Regions from separate parts of the Mus musculus genome. Here region 1 is linked to region 2. A link is a contact called in public promoter capture Hi-C data. All regions are on one chromosome and are shown on one strand. The core of a region is the stretch at or near the end of the contact, and the rest is flanking DNA. Distances in the headings are between cores, read along the strand shown. Region 1 holds the start of Zfp763 (zinc finger protein 763). Region 2 holds the start of Cyp4f15 (cytochrome P450, family 4, subfamily f, polypeptide 15).

Evidence for each region. Capture Hi-C pulls out chosen DNA fragments and counts their contacts.
Region 1: a promoter capture Hi-C map of adipose tissue shows a contact between it and region 2. The contact joins the promoter of Zfp763 here to the promoter of Cyp4f15 in region 2. A contact is called at or near these places in 3 of 39 promoter capture datasets (the HPC-7 cell line, hippocampal neurons and liver), 4 of 115 datasets of contacts at active chromatin or transcription factors (astrocytes, embryonic forebrain and embryonic stem cells) and 2 of 9 other capture datasets (adipose tissue and macrophages).

What each region holds. Positions count from the first base shown.
Region 1 is chr17:33,031,988-33,039,158 of GRCm38.p6, reverse strand. Zfp763 (zinc finger protein 763) reads left to right here and starts at 5,778. Exons shown (of 4, transcript NM_028543.3): 1 at 5,778-5,877. The coding sequence starts at 5,857.
Region 2 is chr17:32,683,100-32,689,568 of GRCm38.p6, reverse strand. It overlaps Cyp4f15 (cytochrome P450, family 4, subfamily f, polypeptide 15), which reads right to left and starts at 3,938. Exons shown (of 13, transcript NM_001346538.1): 1 at 3,758-3,938; 2 at 3,312-3,510. The coding sequence starts at 3,771.

The DNA of each region.
Region 1 (7,171 bases), core at 4,529-7,028, 350 kb before region 2:
TGGATATTAGTTTTCTATTGAGTGTGGAGTTAGTAAAAGTCATTTCCCATTCTGTGGGCTGCTGGTTTGTGTGAATGATGGTGTACTTTGCCTTACAGAAGTTTGTTGTTTGTTTTTTTTTTTTTTTAATTAATAGGGTCCCAAGATTAACTGTTGGTCTTAACGCCTGTGCACTTGGTGTTCTGTTCAGAAAGTTGCCTCCTGTGCCAACGTGTTCAAAGCTGTTCCCCACTTTCTCTTCTATCAGGTTCAGTGTATCTTGTTTTATGTTGAACTCTTCGATCCATGGACTAGAGTTTTGTGTAGGGTGATGAGCATGGGTCTATTTGCATTCTACACACTGACATCCAGTTTGACCAGCACCATTTATTGAAGATGCTGTCCTTTTTCCCAGTGTGTATTTTTGGTTTCTTTATCAAAAATCAGACTTGTGTGTAGATTTACGTTTTAGGGTACAATTGGATTCAGCTGATCATTGTGTTTGATTTTAGGTTAAGACCATGGAGTTTTTATTACTATACTCTTGTAGTGCAGCTTGAAATCAGGAATATTGAGACCGGTAGCAGTGGTTTTATTGGTCAGTATTCAGTATTGTTTTAGCTATCCTGTTTTGTTTTGTTTTTTTTGTTATAGCTATCTTGTTTTTTTTTTTGTTTTGTTTTTTTGTTTTTATCCTACATGAAGTTGAGAATTTGACCTTCCAAGGTCCCTGAAGAAATGTGTTGGAATTTTTTTTTTTTAATTTTTTTTTTTTAAGATTTATTTACTTATTATATGTAAATACACTGTAGCTGTCTTCAGACACTCCAGAAGAGGGAGTCAGATCTCGTTACGGATGGTTGTGAGCCACCATGTGGTTGCTGGGATTTGAACTCCGGACCTTCGGAAGAGCAGTCGGGTGCTCTTACCCACTGAGCCATTTCACCAGCCCATGTGTTGGAATTTTGATGGACATTGCATTGAGTCTGTAAATTGCTGTTGGTAAGATGGCCATTTTTACTGCGTTAATCCTACTGATCCATGAGTGTGGACAATCTTTCCATCTTCTGAGGTCTTCTTCAATTTCTTTCTTCAAGGACTGGAAGTTTTTTATTATACAAGTCTTCCACTTGCTTGGTTAGTTACCTGAAGCAAGGGGTACTTTTTATTAGATTTTTATTTTATTTGAGGCTATTGTCAAAGATGTTGTTTCCCTGAGTTCTTCCTCAGTCTGTTTATCATTTGTATATGGGAGAGGTACTGAATTTTTTAAAAATAGTTAATCTTGTATCTAGCCACTGTGCTGAAAGTGTTTATCAGCTGTATATTGAAGCCTACTTGATCTGATAGATGTACTCTTGGACTCAGTTTGCAAACTTCATCCCATACTCATCATTATGAGTTTTATATATAGGTCTATTTAAATTGTCTGATTTTGTTTAATTTTGGTAAGTGCTACCTATCAAAAATTATCCTTTTTTTTTTAGATTTTACAGTTTTGTGGAATACAGGTTTTTAAAGTGTGCTTTAGGAGTCTAGATGTCCTTGATGTCTGGTATTATGTACCCCTTTCATTTCTTTTCTTTTTTTTTTTTTTTTTTTTTTTTTTTTTTGGTTTTTCGAGACAGGGTTTCTCTGTGTATCCCTGGCTGTCCTGAAACTCACTTTGTAGACCAGGCTGGCCTCAAACTCAGAAATTCGCCTGCCCCTGCCTCCCAAGTGCTGGGATTAAAGGCGTGCGCCACCACGCCCTGCTCCCCTTTCATTTCTTATTTCTCTAATTTGTATATTCTATCTCTGTCTTTTAATAAGTCTGCATATGTGTTTGTCTGTCTTGCTGATTTTCTCAAAGAACCAACTCTTTGTTTCATTGAACCTTTATTGTTCTCTTTGTTTCTATTTTATTGATTTTATGCCTGAGTTGATTATTTCTTGCATTCTACTCTTGATGTGATTAATTCTTTTTGTTCTAGAGATTTCATGTGGATTAAGTTGATAGTATAAGTTCTCTCCAGTTATCATTTAAAAAAAAAATGTGGGCACTTGATGCTATGCTATGAACTTGCCTCTTATAAGTGTTTTCATTATGTCCCATAAGTTTGGGTATGCTGTTCATTCGTTTTCATTGAATTCTACAAAGTCTTTAATTTCTTTCCTTATTTCTGTCTTGACCCATTCTCTTTTAGTAGAGAGTTGTTCAGTTTCCATTAGTTTGTGAGCTTTCTGTTGTTTTGTCGTTGTTGATATCCAGCTTTAATTTGTGGTCTGAAGAAAAGCATGGAGTTATCTCAGTTTTCTTGTATTCGTTGAGACTTGCCTTGTGTCCAAGTATTCAGTTTTGGAGAAAGTTTCATGAGATGCAGAGAAGATGATTTATTCTTCTGTGTTAAGATGAAAATTTCTGTAAATATCTGTTAGGTCCATTTGCTTTATAAGATCTTTTAGTTCCAGTATTTTTCTATTCATTTTTTGCCTGGATAACCTGTCTATTGGAGAGATTGGGTATTTGAAGTCTCTCACTATCAGTGTGTGAGGGACAATATGTGTGTTAAACTGTACTAGAATTTCTTTTACAAACTTTGGTATCCTTGTGTTTGGTACATAGATTTTAAGAATTGAAATGTCATCTTTGTGGATTTTTTTCTTCCAGTAGTATGAAGTATCCTTCTCTATCTCTTTTGATTACTTTAGGTTTGAAGTCTATTTTATTTGAAACTAAAATGGCTCCGCCAGCTTGCTTGTTAGGTTCATTTGCTTGGAAAATCTTTTTCTACCCCTTTACCCTGAGGTGATGTCAATTCTTGATCTTGAGGAGTTGTTCTTATATACAGCAGATGGTGGATCCTGGTTTTGCATCCATTTCGTTAGTCTGTCTCTTTTTATTGGGGGATTGAAACACTTAATATTTAGAGATATCAATGACCCATTGTTGATTCTTGTTATTTTGGTTGTGATAGTGGAGAAGAAGAGACAGAAACAGAGACATACAGACAGAGACTGTGTGTGTTTCCCTTTTTTTGATTTTGCAGGTCTGAGGTTATTTTATTCTCTGTGTTTTCATAGGTAAGTTAATCTTTATAGGTTGGAATTTTTCTTCTATCCAGGTCCTTCAGGTTTTTGGAGTCTCCATTGAGAAGTCAGGTATAATTCTAATATATATACCTTTATATTATAATTGGTCTTTTTCCCTTGCAACTTTTATTTTATTTTATTAGATATTTTCTTCATTTTCATTTCAAATGCTATCCCGAAAGTCCCCTATACCCTCACCACCACCACCCTGCTCCCCAACCCACCCACGCACGCTTCCTGGCCCTGGCATTCCCCTGTACTGGGGCATATAATTTTTGCAAGAACAAGGGCCTCTCCTCCCAATGATGGCCAACTAGTCCATCTTCTGCTACATATGCAGCTAGAGACACGAGCTCTGGGGGTACTGGTTAGTTCATATTGTTGATCCTCCTATAGGGTTGCAGACCCCTTCAGCTCCTTGGGTACTTTCTCTAGCTCCTCCATTGGGGGCCCTGTGTTCCATCCAATAGATGACTGTGAGCATCCACTTCTGTATTTGCCAGGCACTGGCATAGCCTCACACGAGACAGCTATATCAGGGTCCTTGCAACTTTTAATATTCTTTTTGTTGTTGTTCTGTATGTTTAGTGTTTTGATTATTATGTGGTGAGGAGACTTTCTTTTCTGGTCTAGTCTGTTTGGTGTTCTCTATGTTTATGGGCATGTCCTTTATATTAGGAAAATTTTTCTTTGATGGTCTTGTTGAAAATATTTTCTGGGCCTGTGAGGTGGGATCCTTCGTCTTCCTCTATTTTTATTATTCTTAGGTTTGATTTTTTTAATAGCCGTCCTAGATTTTCTGAATGTTTTGTATCAGGACGTTTTTAGATTTAGCATTTTCTTTGTCTAATGTATTCATTTTTTATTGTATCTTTAATACTTGACATCCTCTTGTATTCTGGTAGTGAAGTTTGCCTCTGTAGTGCATGTTTGAATTCATTATTTTTTTTAATTTCTAGAATTCCCTCAGTTTGTGTTTTCTTTACTGCTTTTATGTTCATTTTCAGGTCTTGAACAGTTAAATTTATTTATTTCCACGATTTGTGTGTGTTTTCTTGGCCATCTTTAGAGAATTTATTTATTTTCATCCCAAGAACATCTATCATCTTCATACAGTCAGTTTTATGGTCTTTTCATTGTGCTTCAGCTATGTCGGATTGAATATTCAGGGCCTGCTGTGGTTAGGATAGTTGGACTTTAGTGGAGACATGTTGTAGCCTCACTGTTATTGGTGGTGTTTTTATGATTAAGTGTAGGCATCTGATTTTGGATGAATTACAGATCCAGGTGCTGACTTCTGGATTTCTTTGTTGGATTTCTTTTGTTGGATTTCTTTTGTTGGATTTCTTTTGTTGGATTTCTTTTGTTGGATTTCTTTGTTGGATGGGTATTTCTCTCTTGGTTTCTAGTTCCCCTCCAGATTTTCTGAGTCTGGTGGGGGGAAGGGGACCTCATAAAATTGCAAAGCTTCTGTAAGGCAAAAGACACTGTCAATAAGACAAAAAGGTAACCAACAGAATGGGAAAAGATCTTTACCAATCCTAAATCTGATAGGGGGCTAATGTCCAATATATGTAAAGAGCTCAAGAAGTTGGACTCCAGAAAATCAAATAACTCTATTAAAAATTGAGGTACAGAGCTAAACAAAGAATTCTCACCTGAGGAATACCGAATGGCTGAGAAGCACCTAAATGAAGGTGTTGAAAGAGGTTGCCACCACCACCACCACCACCACAGGAAGCAATAGAAGGCATCCTCTGTGAGTTCCCAGACTTCCTAGTTGTCTCTACCTCAGCACTACAGAAGGGCTGTTTGTCACTGTGATGTTGACGGTTGTGATGTATGTGTATATTTGTAGATGTAGACATCCCTCTGGATTTTGAGCCAAGGAAATTTTTTGTCTGAATTGAAGAGTTACTCTATATATGTCTTGAATTCTATGTTGAATATTACTGCTATGTAACTTCGTGTTTCTGTAATTCAATAATTGTATTCATTGGTTGTTGCTCTAATTTTATTGATTAAAAAAATGGATTGGTTGAGTAGCAGTGCATAGTGGCCCACACCTTTAAATTCCAGCATTCTGGAAGCAAAGGCAGTTGGATTACTGTAAATCCGCGACAAGCCTGGTGTATATGGTGAGTACTTAGACAGCCACAGCTACATAGCAGAGATTCTGCCTCAAAACAACAATAAAAACAAGCAAACAAAATCAATAAATTGAAACATAACGTGTGAGAGAGCTTTACAACACTTTTACCTCATTCCAAAGTCATGAGTTTGCATAGTAGGATCTCCTGGTTCCTGTCTCTGGACAGATCTTTGATTCTGTGGGTCTTCCCATTAAGAACTTGAATCAAAAATGTGCAGGGCAAACTTGGACACTGTAATCAAAGCAGTAGAGGGCCCCAGAGTTCACAAGAACAAAGTGCATAAAGTAGCCTGTTCCCCTTAAAGGCAAAGTTATAAAACAGGTCGGAACCGGCTTAGTCCACTTAAAAAACAAAAGGAAAACAAACAAACAAACAAACAAAAAAACTGGCGTACAAAAGAATCCGCTATTCTAACTGCACTGGGAAAGAGGAATGTTATTAATTAAGGCATTTAAGCTCAAGGCTGTCACTATCTTTCCTCAATCAGGGATGCTGTTACTGCTATTCATGAACTGTCCAATGACGAACCGGTACATTCGGAAGGTCCCGCCCTTGCCGCCATGTTTGAGTCCTGTGTTGTTGAGAAGGTCTGTGGTGGTGTTGGGGCTGGACTATATCTCCTGTATTTAGGCCTATTAGGAAGAACACCTGGATGCATATGAAAGAGGAAATGGTGAGTATGCCTTGGGCTCCTGGAGTCGTAAGTGAAAGCTTTGTGACACTGCAGTCTGTGGCGCTGTTGCCTGCCGTTCCCTTGGTGCTGTGCAGCCTAGTGTGCCTTGGAGCGGGACACTGGAATTGTGCGCAGAGCAGGCGACCGGGCACCGGAGCCCGCTCTGTTCTGTCCTAGGGAAGCTACTTCGTTCCAGGCCCCTATCTTCATGGGGTTAGTCCTCACCTGGAACCTGCGCCTCCGCAGACACTGCAGCACTGCAGGTTGGTGACGCGGAGTCCAGACTGTGGTGTAAGGGGACTTGGGTGGTGTGAGCAGTTGCTCGTATGCCTTATAGGCATATCTCTGCTGCTTTCGATTCTTTTCTCTCATCGCCTTTGTAAATTATATTCTTCACAGTACTGCAGTTGAACACTAGGCCGGGAGAACTTATTAATCTCTCTCTCTCTCTCTCTCTCTCTCTCTCTCTCTCTCTCTCTCTCTCTCTCTCTCTCTGTGTGTGTGTGTGTGTGTGTGTGTGTGTGTGTGTGTGTGTGTGTGTGTGTGTGTGCGCGCGCGCGCTGCCCTTTAAAGATGAGATTAAAGAGTATTTAATTGTGCCGTCTGTGAGTAGGCCAAATTTTTCAATCTTAGAGAAAGTAGAGAAGTACAATGATGGGTTTTTTCCCCCTGACCATTTCTGAAGCCAAAATTCGGGTTTTTAAAAAGCTTTCCTAGACTTCGTTTTTGTGAGCCCTGTAAAGTAGATCAGGTGCTTGCCAATCTACATCGTTTGCTTGTGTGCTGGAGGCCGGTTCTCCAAATAGAAGAAATTGTGACTAAGAGTATTTGATCAGTATTTACCAGATGACATTCTTTTAGGGGTGTGGGGGAGTTGGTATTTTCAGTAGAATATTCATTTGAACAGTATTATTTCTGCCACTTCGTGGACTTGAGTATTCTATTTCTTTACTATTTGAAGTTGTCATCGCTGAAGTCTTTTTACCCTTTTACTGGGCTTTATTTCTAATTCTTTTCCCGTTACCATGAATGGTATTTTGTTTCTGATTTTCCCTTCCACTCTAGTCTTTATTGGAGTAGAGAAATGACATTGCTTACTGTATATTGATTTTATATCCTGCTATGCATAAAAAGTATTAAATAATACAAAGAAAATGACTACTTTTTAAAATTCTCTCTGTATTGTATTCATGCTCAAATTGATGGGAACGTTAGCAGGTACTAGGTAATTTTAGCTAATTATAAGTAAAATAACAATTTTAGCTAATTATAGGTAAAATAATGAGCAGTTACA
Region 2 (6,469 bases), core at 2,689-5,188:
CAGAAGAGATGACCACCAGGGTCCTGCTCACAGCCAGGGAATCAGGAAGATGGTGACTTAAGAATCAAGACCAGGGCTGTCACTAGAAAGGCTGCCCAGAACCCCAGTACCCAGGAGCCCCAGAGCAAGTAGAAAGGCTGTTGTCCTGTGTGCTACCTTCTCCGCGTTTCTTCTGCCCTCTGCTGAACTGTCCTCTTGCTCTGTCTTTATCTTTAGGTCCCCCCCATCCTTTTCCTTTCTTTCTGTGTGTACACACAAACGGTGTGACTCCTCCTCCCCAACTGTGGCTAACGTGGTAAAAAGCACGAATCTTGTAAATGTGTAAACTAAGAAGCTGGTTGGTTGGTTTGTTGTTTTTTTTTCAATGTAAACACTAAATACAAAAACAAAAAAACAAAGGTTTTATGAACAGCAGACTCTATGTAAAGGCATTTTACTATTAAATTTTTTATTGATAACTTGCTTAAGAATAAATATATGACTATTGTACAGGAAAAAAAATATTGCGACCCTTTAATACAGTCCCTCACGCTGTGGTGACCCCCCCACCATAAAATTATTTTGTTGCTACTTCATAACTGTAATTTTGCTACCATTATGAATCATAATATAAATATGTAATATTTAATATGCAACCCACATATCAACCTGTGTGTGGAGACCCCTATGTTGAGAACTGGTAATATAGAGCAATTAGATGAAGAAATCTCAATCTCGTTTTCTGACTGCAATAGCCATCTTCTGCCCACAGACATCACAATGCAGGTTGTTGACTTTTGGACTCTTGTTGCAGGCTATTCGATCACACTGTGAACCCCAAGTTAATGTCGTCTACTAGAAAAAAAATGTTTCTAGTTGTGTTGTGGCTCAGCCCTTCCCACTCACCTTTGATACCTCTGATTGGAATAGAGACGTACCCTTAGCACACACCTTTAATTCCAAACAATAAAGGTAAAGTTAGTTTGTAGAAAGAAGCACCCATGTTTGACTGGGTGCCATCATTAGACTGGTGTCTAATTGAGTGGCAGACAATGTGGTGAATCATAGAAAGAGGACAGGATATGCCCAACTCTCAGGAGAAGAAAGAGGAAGGGGAAGCTTCATAAGAGAACAGTGAAAAAGAAGAAAAGGGAGAGAGAGAGAGAGAGAGAGCGAGAGAGCGCAGATTAAATCAGTCAGAGGAGAGGAGTTTGAGACAGAAGAGCTGGGTTAAAGCAGCCAGTCAGAGTTCAGAGAAAACCAACAAGGGTGAGCTTATTCGGCAGGAAATCTCAGAGGCTGCAAACTTCTAGGCCTAGGTAAGATTGTACAGAGACCGGAAGTAGGCCTAGGTTAGCAGGTGGAGGCAGTAAGCATCAGAGACAACAATTCCTCATGTGAATAAAAGTTACATTTACAGATTCAACCCTATCCCACCGACTCCTCCCTCCCCTAAGGATCTCCCCATGCACAGGATGCCAACCCTTTGCCTCAGAATTATTTGCAGGCTGGCTTCCACTTTGCAGATGGCATGTTGTAGCATGCTTAGAACCCACAATATATAAGTCAATGACCATAACACAATGTACCCCCTCTCTCTGCCCTCACTCTTTTATATATATATGTGTGTGCAATGTATAGAATTTATAAATGTATCATGCATCTCTCTCTCTCTAAATATATATATATATATATATATATGTATATATGTGTGTATATATATGCACACACATGTGTATATATAATTATTTGAATATAATCATGTGTTGCATAATGATGTTCTTGTCACTGACACACTACATATGTGTGGTCCTGGCCCTATAAGCTCATAATGGACCCAAAGAATTCCTATGCACAATATCTTTATTATTGTTATCCTATATATAGATGTATTTAGATACATAAACACCATTGTCTTACAAATACCTACAATATTTAGGACAGCAACATGATGTGAAGATTTGCACAAGTAGCCTACACTATATGGGTTTGTGCTGAGTCCTGCTCCATCTTTCTCAGGGTTATGGCTGAGTCTCAAGGGTCTATCCCAGGGCCAATGGAGAAGGTATACAGCCTACGTCAGAGATAGCCACCTTGGCTTGCGAAGATGAATGTTCTCTGGTGGTATTAATTTCAGCCCCAGGGACCATCATCAGGGAAGGTCTCAACCGGGACTTAGGGGTGTCTAGGCAACATTGAAGCCTGTTAGTTGTAATTGACAACTTGACAGGGCCTCTACTCACCTGAGAAGGGAGTCTCAGTTGCATGGTACTGCCAGATCAGAGTGGTCTGTGGGCACATCTTTGGGGGACTGTCTTAATTGTTAGTTGATTTAGAAGCACCCAGCCATTCTACCTGTCACCATTTTCTGCACAGATAGTTCTGGACTGTATTTTTCAAAAGCTAGCTAAACATGTGCTTGAGAGTGAGCAAATGGGCAGTGTTTCTCCACGCTTTCTGTCTCAAGTTCCTGCTGGAGTTCCTACCTTGACTACCCTCAAACAAACTTTTTCCTCCTGAGGTCACTTTTGGTCAGTGTTTTATCACAGCAACAGAATGAAAACAAAACTTGGATAGGTCTGCAGTTCCAACTGTGCAAAAGGTCTGCAGAGCAGGGACTAGTCAACTCCAGGACAAGAGGGGACCACTAATTCTCTAGGAGGGCAGAAACTCCTACCTGTGAGGCCCCATGCTCTCACCAAACATCACCCTGCGTATGATGTCACTGATGTGTACAGATGTTGTGAGCTTCGGTGTTTGCAAGTGAAGCAACTGAGACCGAGTCACCCAAAGGCAAGAACAGACTTGGTCAAAATCTAAGGCACGGGGTCAAGGAATGCTTACGGGAGGGTGAAGAGACAACTCTTATCTCAGTTGGGCAACAGGACTCAATGGTCCATCTTAGGGAAGAACTGACAGCTTTTAAGTAAAAAGTGCTTCAGGAACAAGAGGCAGGAAGACAACCCATAACTCTCCTGCTTCATGGGTGGTAGGAGAGGAATACCAGAGATTACCCCCAGGCAAACATGGAAACCCTGATATGGATTGACAGAAAAATGGCATTGACGTTGGACAGAGCTTCCCAAGAGGCCTCAAGTCCAGCAGACAATGAGGGAACCCCAGGGGTCCTCACTCTGTATTGTCTACCTTGGAAGTGTCCACCAGTGTAAGAAAGATGGACTAGAAATTAATCCAGAGCAAAGTAGGGGTGGAGGCAGGGACATGAGAAAAGCTAGTGAAGGATGCTGGAGGACTTCAGACCCATCCCCTGAGGTCCATTCCTGGTCCATTCTCTCCAAAATACAAGACCCACAATATATTGCTGCACTCACCATGCCTAGGTGACCCAAGAACCAATTCCATTTGGGGGGTTGAGGGAAATCACAAAGATGATGATATGTTCTGTAGAAGATATAGGTCTGAGTCAGGACACGGGCCAAGAGCCAGGAAGCTCCGATCAGCAGCAAAAGCAGCCATGGTGAGGATGCCTCCAGCCTCAGTCCCAGCCAAGACAGGTCCAACTGTGGCATCCTGTGGGGCAAATGGACAGACAGTGAGACTGGGAGGTTGGAAGAAGGTTGGGGCCATCAGGCATAATGGACCAGGGATATGAATAATGAAGGCTGTTTGTAGGAGGAGAGATCCATGGGGTGGAAATAGGCAGTAATATGGAGGAAGAGGAGGTGGAGGTAGAGGAGGAGGAGGAGGAGGGAGAGAGGGAGAGAGGGAGAGAGGGAGAGACCCAAAATTCCTGAATGAAACTGCCAGGAGATGTTACCTGAAAAACCCCATGTCTGAAGCCAACAGGATCACTCTGACTTTTTGGCTTCAGATAGCTGGTTATCTAGAAATAAGCAGCCAGGTTCAGGCTTAGAGTTCTCTTTAACCTACTCTTAGCCAGGCACCTTCTCTCAGGAACAGTGAGTTTCCCACGGTTCTCCTTCCTTTAGAGTTTCTTTGTTCCTGGCTTCTGCTCTGAAGGAGGCTGAGCTCAGTTGTGTCAGCCAATCCTTCACAGGCCCAACTGCCTCCTCCCCTCTGGGGCAGAAGGCCAAAAGGAGGGGGTTGGGTCAGCAGGGTACAGAGTGAAATCAATTCAGGGTCACAGCATGAACACCAGAGCCTTAGAACTTGTTCCCTCTCACATCATGGGGGAGGGCGGGGGGTGGGGGGGTGGGATGGAGGATGGGCATGGGGATGGAGGTTGAGGGCAGGAGAGATTTGGGAGCAAAACTCTGAGGTTAGCAGAGGTAAGTCTGAGTCTAACATCCACAGCCAAGTAGGGGTATCCCTACGCGTCAGAGACTCGTCAGAGACGACAGTGTATCTAGCAAAATCATTAACAGGAATTCTCCTGCTAGGAGAATGCAACCAGGCCAGGCTTGGTCACAGACCATCTCCCAAAGTCCTCTGCACTGGACTGCACTCACAGCATGTACCTTTTTTTTTTTTTAAATACACAATATTTTATTAATTTGTTGTTGAGAATTTTATGCATAAAATGTGTTTTGATCAGACTTGCCTCCTACTCTCCCGCTTAATTCCTTCCAGATTGGCTCCTTACCCACACCCCTCCCTTTTTTTTTTTTTTAAATAACTTACTGATTCAAATAGGTGTAGTGCCTATCAGGGACAAAAGGCTTACCAGTGATCAGACCCTCAGAGAAAGCTGACTCTCCCACCACCATCAGCTGCCAATAACTCCTCAACTAGGGGCTAGGGCTCACCATCCCTTCCCCAGTGCTGGAATGTTGGTTATCTTGAGCTTGGTGTTATCTTGGGTTCACTGCAGCGTCTGTGAGCTCACTAGAGCAGAGGTCCTACCATACCCAGAAGGCATTGTTTGGTCCTATTCTTCTAGACTTCTGGCTCTTACAGTCATTTCGCTCCAACTTCCACAAAAATCCTTGAATCTTGTGGGGCCCATGTGGGCGTGGTATAGTTTCACTTAGAGACAAGTTCTGCTCACTGCACAAAGAAACTTCTCTCATGGGGTCTGAGACCTGCATGTAGCCTTTCATGGCACAAAACTGGGAGGTCCAGGATGCCTCTGCCTACCAGCTACACAGTCAGGCAAAATTCAAATGCTGCTCTGAAGCAGCTCAGGGTCTGGAGAGAGCCACTACTCTCTGGAGCAGCAAAAAGGAGTACAGCCCAATGACCAAGTCCCCAGGTCAGATGCCAGGAGTCAGCAGCTCAGCTGGGAGAACATAACTTAGGTTGACCTATATGTGAACTGAGACATGGTGAGAGGGAGGAGACATGTGATGTTGAGGTGGAGAGCAGCCCTGAGCAGACAGGTACAAGCAGAACACAGCACTGGTCACACAACAGCCTTGAGGGTCAGTCTGTACAGGCCACCTTTTTTGAGGGCCACTTATTGATTTTGCAGCTGCGTAATCCAAGCTCAATGAATCACTGGCTTTCAGGGGTTCCCCCACTTCCACCTCCTTTTCTACAAAAGTACTAAGATTATGCATGTGTGCAATTATGCCCGACTTTCTATGGGCTCTGGGGATTTGAACCTAGGCTGTTATGTTTGCACAAGTGTAATACCCTCTAGGGTTGCAGGAACAGTTTTTTGCATTTGTTTGTTTGTTTGTTTGTTTGTTTTAATTAAAGGTTTAAAACACAGGGAAGAAATGTTACTGGAGATCTTGGGGAGTTCCTGAAGACTAATCATATGTTAATAAAAGAATTGCTTCCCCATTTTTTTTTGTCTCAATAATTAAAGTGTCGTCGTTTGAGTGAGCTACATCTCCCATAGTCTAAGGCATCTGACGACTTTGTTGTTGCAGGATATTTGATAACACTGTGAACCTTGAGATAGTGTAATTTACTGGAAAAACCTGTTTATAGTTGTGACTTGGCTCCACCTTAGCACTCACCTTTAATCCAAGAGCTTTGTGCTTGAATACTGTAAACAGGATTAAATAAAGTCAATCTTAGGTCAAGAGGCAGAGCAAGCAACCAGTTGACCGGAAGTGAACATAGGATTATTAAGAAAAAGCCATAGAGAGTAACAGGAAGTCAGGAAGATGGATAGAAAGATGCATAGGAAGTAGAAGGGAGGGAGATTCAGTTTGGAGGAGGTTTTCGGAGATGGTGAGGGAGATTTGCTTCTGGGAGGCTGTCTGAGAAAGGTCATCTGGGTACTTTCTCTGCTTCTCTGAGCTAGCAGATGTTCACCCCAGCCTCTGGCTCCTGAGTGTTTGGTAGCAAAATCAAATAATTGAGATTCTGTTAACAATAATTTGTCCTCACTTGGTGGCTTTTTTGGGGAGGGTTAGGAGGTGTGGCCTGGCTGGAAGAAGAGCGTGAGCCCTGAGTTGAGGAAAAGTGTCCCATGGGGATGGGCTTTGAGAATTTAAGGCCTCACCCTACTTGCAGTTTGCTTTTTCTGGTGCTTGTGGTTCATGATGTGAGCTCTCAGTTTCCTGCTCCCGCACCCATGGCCACCTGCCATTATGGATTCTGTCCCTCTGGAGCC